Linked DNA regions of Rattus norvegicus: region 2 is linked to region 1. A link is a contact called in public Hi-C data. All regions are on one chromosome and are shown on one strand. Each heading gives the region's core, a stretch centred on a gene start, on an enhancer-like site or on the middle of the called end of the contact. The rest is flanking DNA. Distances are from core to core; before and after follow the strand shown. Region 1 holds the start of Ccser2 (coiled-coil serine-rich protein 2). Region 2 holds the start of Ghitm (growth hormone inducible transmembrane protein).

What was found. A called contact is a pair of places that touch in the nucleus more often than the background predicts.
Region 2: a contact with region 1 is called in a Hi-C map of liver, with 2.3 times the contacts expected there. The contact joins the promoter of Ghitm here to the promoter of Ccser2 in region 1. A contact is called at or near these places in 5 of 12 Hi-C or Micro-C datasets (Schwann cells, frontal cortex, liver and 1 more) and 1 of 1 datasets of contacts at active chromatin or transcription factors (oligodendrocytes).

The regions. Positions count from the first base shown.
Region 1 is chr16:12,742,298-12,747,555 of GRCr8, reverse strand. Ccser2 (coiled-coil serine-rich protein 2) reads left to right here and starts at 1,553. Exons shown (of 10, transcript NM_001427502.1): 1 at 1,553-1,768. LOC134482323 (a long non-coding RNA gene) reads right to left here and starts at 1,531. Exons shown (of 3, transcript XR_010058354.1): 1 at 88-1,531.
Region 2 is chr16:12,916,558-12,921,690 of GRCr8, reverse strand. It overlaps Ghitm (growth hormone inducible transmembrane protein), which reads left to right and starts at 3,546. Exons shown (of 9, transcript NM_001005908.1): 1 at 3,546-3,639; 2 at 4,981-5,133. The coding sequence starts at 5,020.

The sequences.
Region 1 (5,258 bases), core at 304-2,803:
CAAGCATTCTGTGAGGATCCTACCTTTGTGGAAGAAAGGGAAGTGATGACCTACCACGTCAAACAGCCAAAGAAAATACATGCTTACCTCAAATATTCCGGGAGTCACAAGACAACAGCCAAGTGGTTCAGAAAAGCAAAGCTCATCTTGGTTTGGGGAACTGAAAGATCATCCTCCCCCCTCCCAGAGTCTTTATAAAGCGGATTGGACCTGTTGCATCTTGCGTAGCTCCCAAGGACAATCTGTGAAGAGCCCCTTTTTCCCCATCTCTCAACTGATCTTTGATTGTAGCATAAAGTTCAAAGCATAGCATAAATTCATGAGTGTTGTGCTGGAGCCTGTATTTCAGAGGTCTGAGGCTTTGCTCTCCTAATGATTTACTTAATCTACAAAGAAATGTACTACATGTAACCCTAGTCTTTTCCAACATTTTATCACCCACAAAATTAAGTCTCCCTATCATTATTCTATTGGCCAATTAAAGAGACAAGTAATAATGGAACGTATAAAAAAGAGAGCTATTCAATATGGCCACATAGGGAATTGGAGGAAGAAAAGGGGTCCAGTTACCACCAAGTCCGCCTTCAGGAGTACTGACAAGAAGTTTAAGTTTAAATAGAGAGCTAGAAATAGTGGTAAATTGAATACTCCGCTAGGTTACGGTGCGGTATTGCTGACCTAGCGTTGTTTCAGCTCACTCAAGGCTATCTCGCGAAGTGATCTGAGACCTCAGAGCTGCAATTCCTGAGAGGCAAGCTCCTTCTCCGGACGGCGCTAGGCCTTCGGTATTGTTTTCATTTCTCCAGGATGAATTATCTATTTTCTTAAATTATTTGGAGTATAATGTTCCAACAGTCTGATGGACTAAGGGAGGGGCACAAGTGTCTCCTCCCCTATCACAGCGTAATTATGTTAGTGGTCTGGAGGAGAGGTGGTGCCTTTCCAAGTTCTCTTTCAATGTTATTAATTTCATTTGAGCTGTTGGGGCTAGTGAGGGGAACAGGCAGTCTAGGGTCAGATAAATAATCACTTTCAACGCTTATAATAGATAGCCAGATACTGCAGGCTTGCACGGTAACTCTCAATGACTTGGAGAGATGATTTATGGAATGGGATTGAGATCCACACCCTCATAAGATAGCTCCTTTTCTCAGCTCTCAGCGTTTTATCGCAATCTCTGCTCAGATTCAGTATGCCTGGCTGAGGCATAGCCACAGACAGGCCAAAACAAAGTCATGGTTGCTTCAGATCACTCCTAGTAGTCTGGAGCAGGAGCTGACAGGTTTGGTCGTGGTCAAGCAGCACATTTGAATCCAGAGGGCCATTTTGAGTTGGTCGGCCAAGAGACTGGAGTGAAAGGTTCATACCAGAAAAGACCTGAGTCAGGGGGCAAAGATGCAAGGTCAGTGGATCAGGGCGGAGCCTGGGAACGGCTGGCGCGAGGGTGGGGCGGGCCCGGAGGCGGGCCTAGCCCAGTGAGACTCGCGCCTGCGCAAGGACTGTCCGGGAGGCGGGGCGACGCACGCGTAGTGCGCGGGCCCTGGAGGGCGGAGTCCAGGAGGTGCCGGCCAAGGGAGGGGGCGCGGCGACGGTGAAGTCCGGCGCTCCCGCAGGCCGTGGAGGCGATGCTGGCTGCTGCGGAGCAGGCAGCTGGGCGGACGGGGATGTGACGGGACTGTCCTTCGCCTCTCTCCTACCCTCGGGCCGGCAGGTCGCTGGGCGACCCGCAGCCGGGCCGCGGCCGAGGAGGCAGCGCGACCTCCGCACGGTGAGAGTCGGGGGTCAGGGCCGGGGTCTCGGGACGCTGGAGGCTACCTGGCTCCCGGGCGCAGCGCGGGCGGAACGAGGGCCGGGTGTCCTTGGGCGTCGGTGCTCTGGGACGACCCTCGGAGCCCCCGCCCCCTCTCCCGAGCCTCCTGCGGTGCAGCGGGCAGGCCGGATGCCCCTGCTCGGTGGTGCTGAGACGGGAAGGGACCGCGGGACACCCGGGCTGCAGCCTTCCTGCACCGGGAAATCAGGGCGAGGCTTAGATGCCCTGGGATTTCAAAGCCTAGATGCTCGCGTTGGTAAGGGGAAGTACCTGAGAGCCCTGAATGAGTGGGATTTTTTTTTTTTTTGAAATCACTGAGTCAAAACAAAGACACGCCCTAAAACACATGAGAACTTTGGATTACACCGTATCTGTAGGTTCAGATGCTTTTTCCCCCTCCTCTCCCTCTTTTGACATCTATTTTTATACAGTTTTAAAATGTACCTACTTTCTTGACAAAGTAAAGGGAGGGGGTAATCCATTTGGGGTGGTCGTTGGTGATAAAGCCTGATTTTGAATTTCAATAATTGCAAATTCATCTTTGCTGACTACCTAGCCAATTAGGTTTGCTGATCATAAAGTAGGCCTTAGCAATGGAAATTCCTAGTGCACAGATTCTTTGCTGTCCAAGATTGGAGTGTCCTATTTCGCTTAAGGAGAAACCAGGTGTGGAGGCTTCACGCCTTTATCCTGGCATCCAGGAAGCAGAGGCAGGTGGATTTCTGTGAGCTCCAGGCTAGCCTAGCCCATAGAGCAAACTCCAGAATAGCAAAAACTACTTAGACCTTGTCTCAAAAGAAAACCCAGAGGGTTGGGGAGGGCGGTTATGAATGAGAATGAACATTTCCTTTTTTTCCCAGAGTAGCTGTTTGATAAAGCATTTTGTTTTTTTATCGAGAACATTAAGTATTAATGGAATATATGTATTTAGACAGTTGATCAGCGTATCATCATTTAGATTTAAAAAACTTTAAACAAATTGAATGAGGAGGATAAGTATAAAGTAGGTATTATAATGTATAATCTATAATTGGTAAGGATGTAAACATTAATAAGTGGTTTGCATGGGTGAAGTCAGTCTTCTTTCCAGACTTTATTAATGTTTGTCTCTCTTAATTTGTTAGAGCGCATCGCCCTTCTCTTATATGGTGGTTTTCTTCCTTGTTCTCAACAACACTGGCCTCAATCTCTAGGTTAAAAACACTTAGAACCCTTAACCTGTAATTTGTCCTGTTTAATATGCCATAACAAGAAAGCTAGGAGCTGTCCTGGGACCAGGAACTTTTTTTATTTACCTTCCCTCAGGTAGATTTTTTTTTTTTGCTGGTTGCCAGATTGCTTTTACTATGTGGGGGAAGAAGAGACTTTTAATTTCATGGTTCCAATTCCATTCCTTCAGTCTTTCCCAGTTTCTGGTGTCTGTCTGCATTCTCAATTCATCTACTGTTACACAGGTCCTCTCTCTGGGACTGTTTGCAGTTTACTGAAGATGGCATCTTCCTTTGTTTCCTGGCTCCAGAATGGCCTTCCTAGTAAACACCTTGCATTCCCACTAGAGTGATAGAGCTTGACGTCTGGGCATCTCATCTCTTGTTTTCACTGATCCAGTAGCACCATGCCAGGCTGCACTGAGTACTTCATCAATTGGGAGTTAATGATTTGCTTATATATTGTCTCCCTCAGGCTTTCGAGTGTCTTTTTAAGTTTACTGCTACAGCACATACTGCTCAAATCTGTTTACTCAGTGCATTCTGAGGAGAGGGTCCAGGCTCGAATGCAGATTTAGGGTGAGCTAAATATGTTTGGACTGTCTTTCAGTACCAGAAAGTTGAGGGGAAAAAAAAATCAGTATTTTAAAAAAAATGATTTTTAGAAAAATTTTACGTATTTGGTGTTTTGCCCGCTTTTCTGTCTGCGTGTGGGTGCCAGAGCTCCGGGAACTGGAGTTACAGACGGTTGGAAGATGACATATGGCTGCTGGGAATTGAACTGGGGTACTTTGAAAGAGCCGCCAATGCTATTAACTGCGGAGCCATCTCTCCAGCCCCAACATTACTGCTTGTATTTGCTTAAGGATGAAGTAAAAACGGGTACTGGTTAGGAATGACATCCTCGTTATGATGGGGAAAAAGTCAGTCTACTTGAAGATGGAGGAATGAAGACCATGGCAAGTAAGGGTCGGTCTAGAACTTTATTTTGAGGTGCAGGGGTTTGCCCACAGTTATGGCTAGAAAGGGACAGATCTGGGAACATAGATGTCCTTTGGCCATCCTTCTAGTTCACTCTTACTCCCCTCTATCCTAATTCTAATTACATTTTTTAACCCAGGCTAGCCCAGAACTCACTGGGTTGTTCAGCTTAGGCTGAGCTCAGATCTCTGCAGCCCCTCCTCATCCCCCAGGCTTCGCAGTGTTAGGTTTACAGAAATGAGGCATCAGTGCCTGGCTTCTAATTTCTAATAAAGGGATCACCGTCTTGGTGCGATATGAGAGAAATGGATATTTATTATAAAAGGGCTGTATTGGATATTAGGTTGGAAAGACTTAGCAGATTATTTGGTTCACTGATGAAATAACTTTGAACAACTAAAGCATGGACAAGCAAGCAGCTTGCCTCTGTCTCCACGAACCTCTGTGTCACAGCTTCTGACCTCGTGTTTGCTTGCTCCTCACTGTTCTGGACCGCAGTCCTTGTGCTTTCCTCCTCCCTAGCTGCCACTCCTAGGGACGGACCGAAAGCCCTTGAGTGGCTGGGAAACATGATACCTCGTTTGGGAAAATGGGAGAAACCTTTACCACTCCGCTGGCCTGGAGCTTGCTTATACTTTGGTGTTGCAAGCCTCTGGTTACCATATGGAGACCCTGCACCGTTCCTTCTGTAAAGTGAGATTTTGGTATAACTGGGTTACAGATGGTTAATAGCATGTCTAGAATTACACGTATGGTTTGCCTGTTGTGAGAAGAGCTGCTCTGATTACTCCTGTGATAGCGTTTTAAGGACAAAAGTTGATAACTGTAGATTTATGTATCTAGCACATCAGTTTTCAACTATGGGCTTAGCACAGTAGGCCCCACTAGTTCCAAAAGACATTTTGTTATACAAGAAATAAAACCAAAATAAACTATTCCTTGTTCCTTGTCAATTTAAAATAATTTTATACCACCGATTGGTGCGTAAATGTAACCTTTAATCTGGGTTTTAATATTTGATGGGTTTTCTTTTCACTAGTTTTTATACCATTGGGTTACTTATACTGTCTTACAGAAAATAGTACTTATTTCTAGGTGGACACGGGAGTTGCTTTTGAGTAGTGCAGTTAGTATATTTAGGGGTCTCGGATGGCCTTACTAAAATGCCACTCCCTGTCCTGTCAGGATTCTGCAGTTCGCATATGACCACGTAGTCATCTTTTTTTCCCTGAAGGCTAACGGCCGTTGGGAGGAATGAC
Region 2 (5,133 bases), core at 2,297-4,796, 170 kb before region 1:
GCAATTAGCATTTCAAAGGGACAAACAAGCAGCTGTGTGTTCACAGGCTTCTGCTGTGTTTCTCCAACCACTAAGGAGTCCAGGCCCCCAGTCAGAACGGCTATCATTAAGGATTCTAAGGCAACATACCACAAGAAAGACACCACTGTGTCTATGTTTTCTGCAGCACTGTTCACAATGGCAAATTATGGAATCAGCTTACTTGTCTATCTACAGAGGAATGGTTAATGACTGTGCTGTACACACAATGGAGTCGTATTCCACCCTAAGGAACCGAGTAGTAGCCTATAATAAAAATTAGGTTGCATTGTAGTATTAGAATTCATTACCCGAGTGTTCGCATCTGCCTTAGCACTAAGAACAGTAAACGCGTTTGGTATTTATTTATGTCCCTGTCATCTGTACCTTGTTCTGTGTCCTTTCTGTAATTAATAGTATAATCACCCACCGGAACTCACTGCATTCGGAACACTGTGATTACTCAGTGTAACTCCCTCCACACACACCCACTTATCTAGTTTATTCAATTAGCGATTAGCAATGTATTTGTCATTAAACTCTCTGTCCCTCATTACCTCAATTCTAGTCTTCTTCACCTTTTGTTTACATTATTAAAACCGTTTTTATTTTTTCCTTTTCTTTCTTTTCTTCTCCTTCTTCTTCTTCTTCTTCTTCTTCTTCTTCCTCCTCTCTCTTTCTATCTCTCTCCTCTCTCTCTCTCTCTCTCTCTCTCTCTCTCTCTCTCTCTCTCTCTCTCTCTCTCTCTCTCTCTCCTTTCTTTTGTCTAAACCCTGAACCTCTCCCCATCCACAATGACAGAAGACTGCTGGGTTGCCTGTCTGCATCGCTGCTGTGCTATGGCCGCTCAGGGGAGGCAAAACACAGTCCACAATAGGGGCCTCTAGTTGTCACTCTTGGTGGAAGCGAGGGATTAATTCCAAGGATCTCTGGTCCAGCCAGAACAAAAGGTTCCACGGGACTCGACTCTAGTTTGGCCAGAACGGCCCAAATGTTAAAGCTCTTCGAAGGGAAGTCTGTGCTGGGCAGGTAGCCGGGGTCTCTCTCGATACCTCAGCAGCACCAATGCCCCGGGCAGCAGTGGTGGGAGGCCACAGCCAAGAACCACAGCTGGAGCCGCTAAGCAAGCGGGCGGCAGGAAGTAGCTATGTTCAAGAGTGAACAGCACAGACCAGGAGTCACAGTAGAGGCCCCAGGGGCAAGAGCCCCGCCTGCTGGGTGAATCCAAGGTCCAGCAATGAGTGCTTCAGCAATTCTTCGCCAGCATGTCAAAGCTCAATAAAACAGCCACTCTCAGTCGATTCTTAGTGAAATACCGCATGCACTTTACTCCGTGTGGTAAATGCTCTATTTGCATGAAGGAGGACTGCAGGCGTTGTCCCTATGTGACTGACTGTCACAGCCCTCTCAGGGTTAAGTGTTCCAGAACAAGTAGAGCTTGTCAGGGAGCTGGCCCCACCACGCCTGCTCTTCTCAATTCTGAGATTCCCCAGGGTTTGGACCTGCTCGACCTTACCAGATCTTCTGTCTGATGGTACGATCCACGTGCCCCACAGAAGCAAGCATATCTTCATTATAATGAGAGCTGTTTGATTCACTGTTTGAAAATATCTAATATGACAATACAAGCAGAAACAAAAAACTAGGAAATAAACCCAAACCCTTCTAGATCTCGCCAACCATCAATCGTAGACTCAAGAAACAGGTTGGCTCTGATTTAAAAAAAAAAAAAAAAAGCCACATTTGGTAAGAATGTTTTTATGGCAATAGAAAGATGTGGTATTCAATTCTGACACTATCCCCCATCCCCTCGCCCCTGCCTCAGACTGGGTCTCACTTTGTTCTTCTGGCCACTCTGAAGCTCGCCGCTCACTCTGTAGACCACTGGAGTTATTTTCTTGCTAAACCCCCCCAAAACAAGAAACTCAGCCAATGGTTGCTTGCCTATCCATCTTACATCTAAAAGCTCATAAAGTTAAGGCTAGTTTTCAGTACATATTTAAAAAATATCAGAAGTCATAAAACAAACTTTATTAAAACACTCAAGTTAATTTTGTGTATTAATATTATTTATGCATAGTTAATGTCACTTAATAGCTAAAGCAAAGTACTGAAAATGCTTAGGTGGACCCTTTCATTCCATAAATACAAAAGGTTTGTGAGAGATAGAGTTTTAAATTAGCTCAAAACTCAGCAACAGGATCTGACTCAGGAAGACAGGTGGTTAAAAATGCAGGAGGACTGGTGCAGACTCACTGACCCTCCGGATGTCACTGGACGTGAGTAAAGGAGTAACGGGTTCTGTTCTGCCCCAGTGATGTTTGTTCAAGCCCCCATTGTGCCCTACATAATGTTCCAGCCATTGTGTCCTGCAGATAATATTCCAGGAAACCGGGGCCGAAGCCTAACCAGATGTGTATCAGATGCAGATGCCTCGTCAACTCTGACAAACATTTACCCTAAAGGACAGGAATCAAGATCTGTTCTCAGGAGAATGAGGGCTTGACCTTTCCCCTGATTTAAACCCTAGAGTCTTAAGAACAATCCTGTGACTTTGAGAGTTTCCCCTCGTGACATTTTTGGTATTTCCTTTTGACATCCCCTTATCTCCTGGGGCTTGTGACTTCTTCCTTTAAATAGCCCTTCTCCCAGCCACACAGGGTAGACACCGCTGTCTCCTGCGAGGGATACGTGTCGGCCCGGAGCCCTCTGTAATAAACCTCGCCTCTGCGTATTGCATCAAGATTGGTCTCTCGTGTGTCTGGGGTCCGCAACTTCCCGAGACTTGAGTAAGGGTGTCCCTTCAGGGATCTTTCAGTTTGGTCCTGGCCTTATAATTAATTCAAAGTAAATTAATACAGGCAAAACTCACTAGACCAGTATCATATCTTTTAACATTTGAATAATGAATCAAAAGGAGAGCGTGCCAAGCACATACCCCATAGCTCAAGACACCCAGCCTAGCCACAGTCCCAGCAGTGATAAAAAGGAAGCAATTAACGAACGTTTGACTAAATTATACCTCTAAGGGTTGATAAATTTCCTGCCAGTCACCGCGACTATACGATTAACCCAAACTAATTACTCTCGGCCTAAAACGCGTTTTAGGAATGACTCTTAAATAGAACTAAAATCCAACTTAAATGTGAAAAGTCATTGGTAGACCTAAATCCAATAACAAAAGTAATTCTAGGCTGGCTTTGAGCTCACAGCGATCCACCTGCCTCCCAAAGGTTGGGATTTAAGGAGTGCGCTGCCAACCAGTCCACCTCCCATTTTTTACACCTATTGGCTGCGAGTGCACACAACGCAGCTGCCCAAAACTAAAACGCCAGAGTGGGCTGCGTTGCCCAGACCTAGAATGGACTCTGACTGTGACGTTTTTTCGGAACCCAAACTTCCATTGGTCCGGTCTCCAAGCCAAGACCCGCCTTCGCCACGGTGCCCTCCCTTCCGTTAGAAGCCTGCTCTTGATTGGCTGCTTGTACTATTTACCTTTTGTCCGGATATTGCGTGACGCAGTGAGTCGCGGGGTTGCGGAGGAGCGGCAGAGGGAGGTCGAACACTCTCGGTTTCGGTGGCCCGGAAGGGAGCCCCGTGGCAGAGGTGACCGGAGCTGAGGTACTGCCCCGAGAGTCCTGAGAATCCCAGTTCTCGTGATGGACGTCGGCACAGCGGGATCTGGGTTGGCTGCTCCGGGCGGGAAGGCCGGGCTCGCCCTCTCTACATCTCCCTCGGCAGGGAGATGCTGAGTCAGCCGCTCGAGGACCCGCGTGGTCGCCCTAGCTGACCGGGAGAGGGTACCGTGGGGTGGTGCGTGGACGCGGAGGCTGCGGGCTAGCGGTGAGAGGGGAGGAAGGGCACACCCGAACACTCGAGCTCAAGAAAGCTTTAGGAAGGGTCGGCAGTAATTCGTACAGACCTAGCCCAGGGGCCCGTTTCAGAGGACCAGAACCCGCACATAAACACATGGCCGATAACCCTCTTAGCTGTTCCCCAACATAAGGCCACTCAGATTAGACTCTGTTCAGGTTAGTAAGCTGAAGCAATATGTTGAGATGATGTAATGGCATGAAAGTACCAGAAGGGCTCGCGGGTTTTTCCGCAAGGTCAGATGCCTAGAGTTGTGTGCACTTCATAGTTCCGGAAGCTCTTAACTTTGGAGGTGCTAGTTAAAACTTCGTTACATTCCTGGAGTTTTAGGGTAAATCTTGGGCAATTTCAAAGTCCCAAGCAAGGCACTGTCGTCAAAAAGCTGTTTTGGCCTAGTTTTCTTGTATTTACAAATGGGGAGAAGGCGGAAATACCAATCACTTGCCTAAAATTCATCACAACTCATTGGCCAGAAATGTGACTTTATAGCATTACAGAGAGACGTTCACTTAACTATCTGGAGCTGAGACAATTCAATTTTAGAATGTTGGGGGCAAGGGTTACCCTATTAAGAATACAAGAAGAATTCTTAATGTTTTGATCGAATGTTATGTAGTGGAATAAATTAATTTGAAAGTGTCTGTCGTATCTTAAAGGGAAATAATATTTGACCTATTTAGTAGACGTATACATGCCTGGCTTTTGTCGATTTTATTTTAGTCTTGTAAAATGTGACCTTAATCTTTTCTCTGGGTGTTTTTCTTGTGCTGAAAAGTTACATAAATTCTTTTATTCACTGAGTGATGGTGTAAATCTTGGGCAAAGCTGCGGTTATAGAATCTGTGATTGTGTCAACATAATGACATTAAATCTCTATTCCATATATCTGGTCAAACTTGGATTTATATCATTGGCTGCCCATTCCAAATTAGATTTCATGAGTTAGAAGGAACAGGGGAGGATACAACATTAAAAATAGTGAAGCCACTGTTCTGATTATTTTTTTCTATTGCAATTTAGTTTCTTCTGATTTTGGCTATGTTTCCTTCTTAATTAACTTAATTTTTTCCCTTCTACCTTTCTAACTAGCATTTCAGATCTGCTTAGTAAACCGGTATATCACCCACCATGTTGGCTGCAAGGCTTGTGTGTCTCCGGACACTACCTTCCAGGGTTTTCCAGCCCACTTTCATCACCAAGGCCTCTCCACTTGTGAAGAATTCCATCACAAAGAACCAATGG